2 separate regions of the Gossypium hirsutum genome follow, and region 1 is linked to region 2. Evidence: chromatin contacts called from public Hi-C data. All regions are on one chromosome and are shown on one strand. The core of a region is the stretch at or near the end of the contact, and the rest is flanking DNA. Distances in the headings are between cores, read along the strand shown. Region 1 has its middle 4.8 kb from the start of LOC107951143. Region 2 holds the start of LOC107952222.

The links. Hi-C and Micro-C count contacts between places; a contact is called where the count stands out from the background.
Region 1: a Hi-C map of leaf shows a contact between it and region 2, with 5 times the contacts expected there. The contact joins the enhancer-like site here to the promoter of LOC107952222 in region 2. A contact is called at or near these places in 5 of 34 Hi-C or Micro-C datasets (callus and leaf).

What each region holds. Positions count from the first base shown.
Region 1 is chrA02:44,654,393-44,657,892 of Gossypium_hirsutum_v2.1, reverse strand. No RefSeq gene overlaps it. Among protein-coding and RNA genes, the nearest start is that of LOC107951143, 4.8 kb to the right of the region's middle. Within about 2 kb of position 1,577, at least 3 of the 9 cell types and tissues checked have an H3K27ac peak or open chromatin away from gene starts, as enhancers often do. A contact at or near this core is called in leaf, where this site is marked.
Region 2 is chrA02:44,254,913-44,258,727 of Gossypium_hirsutum_v2.1, reverse strand. It overlaps LOC107952222, which reads left to right and starts at 2,088. Exons shown (of 6, transcript XM_016887494.2): 1 at 2,088-2,458; 2 at 2,543-2,752; 3 at 2,851-2,930; 4 at 3,810-3,815. The coding sequence starts at 2,333.

The sequences.
Region 1 (3,500 bases), core at 328-2,827, 400 kb before region 2:
TTGCATAGATGACTTGAATTTAATATGTCAAATAAAAGACGTAGTATACTTCAAATAAATTTAGGAGGATTTTTTTTTTATGTTTTAAATATGCTCTACATCATTATCCAAATTAACATTTAATGCTCAAGTTGGTCAAATAATTTGATTGATAAAGTAATGATACTTTGAAGACTTAATTAGAATAGTTTAAAGCTTGAAGACTATATTTACATCTGGATTATAGTTTGGGAATATCAATGTAATAATCCCTTATTGAAAACAAAACTAACATTTTTAATTAGGTTAAAATTCGTTATACGTTCATATACTCTTTGCAAATTTGAAATTTTTTTTTTATCTTGAGTAGACTTGTTAATGGATTGGGTGGTCTGCCGTCATAAGTTTGGGCAAAATTTTTTGTCTTCGATAAGTAATTTTTAAAAGATTTTTATTTAAATTTAATTATAAAAATATATAATATTAATATAAAATTATAGATTTTAAATATTTTATTTTTTAAATAGTGAAATGAGTTATTTGAGCATGTTAGATTGAACTAGATTCAAAATTTAAAAATTTTCTAAATCAAGTCGCAACTTAACCTAATTCAACCCATAAATATTTCTAATCTTAAATCCCGTTGTTACTCCTGGCTTCTCCCCTTGAAATATTTGCAGAAATTGGTGTTTGTTTTGAATTGCGAAAGGGGTTTTTAAATTAATTGGAAAAGGTTTGAAATTTGAAACTAAAGCTATCTTTTTCTCTTGAAGTGTAAAAAATTAAAATATAATACGTGTTTTTGGGCAAAACAAATATAAGTTTAAGGAACAATAAAGAAAAAAAATTGGGCTTGAATCTAATTGGGTGAAGCTTTTAGAAAAAAATTATAAGATTTTTTGGAAAAATAATATAGAAATAATAAATAAATAGAGTTAATTGCACTAAACATCTTAAAATTGTGACATTTATTCTAAATTAGTCCCTAAACTTTAAAACATTCTATTACATTCCCAAACTATCGATGTTATATTAATCAGGTTCTTCTATTATCAAAACCATTAAATGACATATCAAATCTTATGTTACATAATTTAAAATAAATTTTTTAAAGAAAAGTAAAATGTTACCATATAATATTTAAAAGTTAAAACTAAAAATAAAGTAAAACTAAAAAAAAAAATGCCAGAGAGTGAATAGTTAAAATTTTGTAAAAGTTTCGAAAACCTTAAAACTGAGATATTTACAACATCCATTTTTACAATAGTCATTTTTTTTCCTTTAAATTTTTTATTTTAAACTATACCACATAGGACTTGAGATCTCAATTGATGGTTAAATTAATGATTTTAATAATTGAATGCTCTTATTCATATAACCTCAATAATTTGAAGATATATTTAGAATGCTTTAAAGTTTGAGGACCAATTTAAAATAAATGTTATAATTTTAGGATGTATAGTGAAATTAACTCATAAATAGATAAGGATGGAATTGGGCTTCAATCTAATTGGATCTAAGGAGTGAATTGTATTTTATTTAATGGGCTAATCCAAGTTTAAAATTGGGCTGAACCAAACTTCTTGAAAACATATATGTTAGCATACAAACACAATACTCCAAAGCCTATACATATTGCACACAGAAGAATGGGATTCCATTACATTACACCAACATAATCAATTATTTGGCTTTGTTTTCAGCCTTTCGTTTAATTTTTAATTTTTTATTTTTTAATTCTTAAATTTGTATTTTTTTTCAAATCATCTCAAAATTGATGGAAAAGTTAACCTTTATTAACATGACATACATGTGGCCTGCCACTTGAATGACATGTAAGCATTTAATTAATTTTTTAAAATTTAAAAAATATATATATTTTTTATACTTTTTTAAATAATTTTAATAATTTTTAATCTTTTTAAAAATAATTCTTATATATTTTTTGAATTTTTAAAATTTTAAAAAATTAATTAAATGCTGACATGTCCTCCACATGGAAATCTATGTGTATGCCATGTCAGTAAAGTTAAAAACGCTGACTTTTCTATCTATTTTAGAGTGATTTGGAATAAAAGTAAATTCAATGTCTAAAAAAGATAAAAAATTAAATAAAAGACTAAAATAATATATTTTTTTTAATTGGAAGGAAAAAAATTATTATGCAAAAAAGAAAAGAAAAGAACAGCAATTTGATCAAGGTTGCACCACATTGCATGGCTTGAAATTAGATTCTTTGGTTTTGCTTTGGAAATGCAAAAAGATATGTAGAGCATATGCCAGGGGAGTTACATAAGCTGACAATGATGCATGTACTAGATTTGTAGCTAGATTATGGAATAGAATCTAAGGTTTTTTTTTATTAAAATAACTTAAAAATTTAATTAATTATTAAAATGACTTATTTTTTTAATTAAATATGAAAATAACTTAAAATTTACAGTAAAAATTAGTGGAGTCAAATCATTTGGCTCCACTAAAATGCCACGTCAACTTCCATGTAAAAAAATTAATTTTTTTGATAGAGCCATTTAGAATTGCGCCACCAGCCTGACAGCCACCTTGTTATTTTTTTTACATTGTTTTTTTATTACTTTTTTTACTTTTGTCATTTTCTTTTACTTTTTTTAAGTTTTGTCTTTATTTTTTTATTATTAATTTTAAAAAATTTGAAATGCATATTTGAAATATTTTATAATATATAGTTTTAAAATTTTAAATATATATATTTGAAATTATTTTTCTAAATTTTAAATATTATTTTTTAATAATATAAAACATTTAAATTTTTTAAAGATATGACCTTTCATATTTATTATTAGTTTTATAATATTTTAAATGTATATTTTAATTTGTTTTATAATTTTTTTAATTATGATTTTTAAATTATTTTTAAACATATTGAAACCTTTTTTAAAAAAATGTTTGAATATCTTTAAAATTAATTTTAAAATTAATAATTTATAAAAATTTTATATTTAAAATTTAAAAATATTTAAAATATATATTTAAAAAATTATAAAATAAATTAAAAAAAGTATAAAACAAATTAAAATTTACATTTAAAATATTATAAAACTAATAATAAATTTGAAAGGACATATCTTTAAAATATTTAAATGTTTTATATTATTAAAAAATATATTTAATATTTAAAAATAATTTTTAAAATTTTTAAAAATAAATTAAAAATAAATTTTTAAAATTTAGAAAAAAAATTTCAAATATATATATTTAAAATTTAAAAATATATATTATAAAATATTTCAAATATACATTTCAAGTTTTTAAAATTAATAATAAATAAAATAAATAAATAAAGATAAAGACAAAACTTAAAAAAAAAGTAAAAAAAAATAACAAAGTGAGGTTTGTAACAGGGTGGCTGTCATGCTGGTGGCACCAAATTAATTGGCTCTACCAAAAAATGATAAATTTTTTTTAAAGTCGCCCATATTTGCAAAAATTGTAGTATTTATCTGGTATTTATACAAGTGGCGCCATTCTACATGACTCTACTA
Region 2 (3,815 bases), core at 839-3,338:
CATCCCTCCTATAAATACCTTAAGATATTATTTAGTAGGGGGACTCCTCTTTACTTAAATTCCTGATACGTTAAGCATTATCCTGAGTCTCTCTACCAGTCCAGCTCTCAGTCCTAGAATAGATGAGCCAACCTTCCTCATCTCCACCCCCTCTTCCCCCCTCTCCATCTTCGTTGATATAGTGTATTAGCAATTTGTGCGGTGAGCGTAGACCAAACCCACCAAAATAATCATTACTTTCCTCCAACAACCACTGTAAATCCAATCACAACTCTTCCTCATCTGCCCCCCAAAAAGAACGGATTATCTAATCGAGGACTATTTTTGTGGGCTTTAAGTGATTGCTTATTTTTGGTAAGCTTTCGACTTTATTTTAGTTTATGAAGAGAAACATAATGATAGAGGCATGATATTCTAAATTTTGTTTTTGCTTCTTTAAATACAAATATTCAATTTTTAGTGTTTGGATCCATAAATCATGTGTAAAAGAAATTTGTATAGTATGCAATTTTTTGAACTAACATTCTATCTTAATAAATAATAACATCAAAATATTCTTATTATATATATATGTGACATTCATATTGTCCAACACCCACATCACATTAACAATTGAATAATACTCTTCAGTAGAATCAATAAAACCATAATTATGAGAGGAGTTTGGGAGCCTCTTGTAGTTTACCAAAACTATCCATTCAAACCCAAACTCTAGAATTTAAAAACTCTACACAATAGCTTAGTAATGTCCATCCTAACTCGGACATGGATATATCCTCCCCAACCCTCTTTTTCTATCCTTCTAGTCAATAGCCAGAACCTCAACTATAGACCCCCAAGTTGAAGGGCTAGGCTCGATTCATCCAAGTAAGAGGAACATTTAGAACCGCACCCAAAAAAATACCTTAGACAAATCATAGTTGGCATGAGGGCAACCATCAATACACTCCGCCAATCGCAAAATAGAGATTTATTGAAGCTCTACCGACCTGGCTCAAAGATTTTCCTCCTATCTTCAATAGAACCAAACTTGATCAATACTAATGTGGAAGGCAAAGAAGAAAATTGTACCTTTGTTGTAGTATACCATACATTCTGAAAGACTCGAAAGAAGGCTTCCTTATTGAAGCAACTTTCAGAAACCAAAGTACCTACCACCCAAGCCTCTAGGCCAGTATGTATCAAATCCTCTTTGTCTGTTATCGACAACCCCTGCCCTTTTTCTTCAGTGAATTTCATCTTCTTCAAAAGAGCATTAATCTCGATAATTGTAAATGCAAGATAAACTAAAGAGAAACTCAAACTCAGAATTCACAAGAAAGCAGATACGTTAATTTGTACGAATGGAGAAGAATTTGACAACAAAACTTCTAATTTGCCAAAAACACTTATTGCACCTGTTTGGACAAACCCTAAATCTACACTCAGCTTTGGCCCAATCGTGCTCCCAGTTAAGCTCGCAATAGTGTAGGCTCTTTCGACCCCTTACTCCCTAATTTCGAATAAGAGTCTAAAAAAAGAATGGACTTTTGTGAAACAAGAACCAACATGAAACCCTGTCGACCACCGCACGTTGGTGTGACAACAATGACCGCTTGACTAATGTTGCCAACACCTTATACTGCCTCGCCGTCGTGAAATATGGCTAAAAATAGCCTTTATCTGCACTAATATACTTCAAATTTTATGTTTTTAAAACTATTTATTTAACTTTTTATGACTCTAATATACCTATTTATATCTATATGACATATTTTTATTTGTTTATTTTTAATATAATAATTAAATTTTAAATAGTAAAATTTCAAAAGAAACATAAATTTATCTAAAAACAATTATTTATCAAAAAAAATATAATTACTATTTTAAATTGATAAACTTTTTTACCAACATATAAAGTTAACTTTTTTATTTTTATTTTTTACCAACAAATTAAAGTTCACACTTTTTTTATATTACTTAATCCAAAAAGAAAAAATTATTTTTTAAAGTTAAATTCATTAATTCACTCAATTAACTTAATTATACAATTCATTAAAAATTAAAATTACATTTTTTATATTATTTAATAATAAAAAAACAAAGTTAACATTTTTAAAATGAACAAAAATTTAAAAAATCAGCAGGAAAGCAATCGGCAGAAACATCCAACTCCAGGCCAGGATCTGAAATCGTTGTCAACCTCCATCTTTCTCACTTGTCACCCTTCCCAAAATCCCCAGCCTTTTCAACTTCCCACTCTTTCTTTCAACTCTCGGAACCAACAAAGAGGAAAGGCGGGCGCCATACTCCTCACTCATCTGCTAATGTTTGCGGCTGCAACCACCCAACCATGATCTGCCTTTACCTTTCTCAACCCTATTCCGCTTCTTTATTTTCTTTAAACCCTTCACTCATACCCTCTTCAATACCCAAATTTAAACCTGCTTTTCATTGCTTTCCTAAAATCCACAAAAAGGTGAATTTTTTTTCTTTTTTTTATATTCTCTAGTTATTTTCTTTTTCTTTTTTTTTTTTGGTTGTTGATTATGGATTTTTACAGAAGAAGAAGATTAATAGAGGAATATGCAGAGCGGAGTTTTCACCGGATGCTCCCCTTGCGGCTGCAATCGGCGCCTGTATGCTGAGTTCACTACTTCTTCCTGCCGCCGATACAGGGGAAGTAGATGGTGGTAGTTCGATTATTGATGCAGGGGATACGAGGTTTGCGGCTATGGGAATTATTAGTTTTATCCCTTACTTCAATTGGCTGGTTAGACATTGAAATTCTCACTTTTTTTTTTTTTTGAAGAGGGAAGTGGGGTTTCGTTTTAAATTGCTAACTTTTCTTTTTGGTCTATGATTTGATAGAGCTGGGTTTTTGCTTGGCTTGATTCTGGAAAGCGGCGCTACGCCGTGTATTCTGTTGTATACTTGGTTCCTTACCTCAGGTATCACTTTTACGGAGTACCACATTGGAATGAATATCCAAATTATTCTATCTTTAAAATGCTTATCTTGCTTTAGTTTGAGAGCTGCAATGATGTCAAACCTTGGGTCTAATGGAGGCAGTGCAAAGTCCATTGACTTCAACGTTTCATCTACATAAACTTAGACTTTGTTAGAAATGATTTTGGGTGCGATAATAATAGCATTGAGCTGAAATATGTAAGTGCAAGGGTCTACGTTGGGACTTGGTAGTCTCCTTTTATCTTCATGAAATGAGATAAGAGGTTAGGATTGTTTCCGAGTCCCTTTCCCAGGAGCGACTGCCTTGCCTTTCTCGGGAACTTATCTGGGTGATGATTGTTATGGTTTAATCATGTTTTGACAGTAAAATCATGTTCATCAGTCTTTGTCTACCTCTGCAAAGGACAATGAACTGGAATGCTTGTAAGTTGTTACCGGATTACTTGTTATGCCTCTTTCTGTGAGTTTCAAGTTTTAATTTCTAAACTCAAACAAGGCAATCTAACTTCTTTTTATCTGTTCATACAAAGTTATAAGTTATAACCTTTTTCAAGCTTTGAGAACAATTATTTTTGTTTTGTTTAATCAGTGCATGCCTCCTCTTAATGGTTTTATTTAGGTGCTTGTTGGTATTGCTTCGAGCTTTAGCTTATTTAAGAACCCATTTTTGTTATATTCATAATGACAACCATCCTTGATTATAACGTGAGATCTTCCTTTAAACCATTAGTCTATGTCAACTAGATATGCTGCTAACATTGTATTTGTGAGGCAAAATGAGATCGTAAACTGAAACAATGACGTACTTTTGTGCTTTCCTCAATTTGATTATGCAGTTCTTTTTTTCACTGATTTAACAGGTCAAA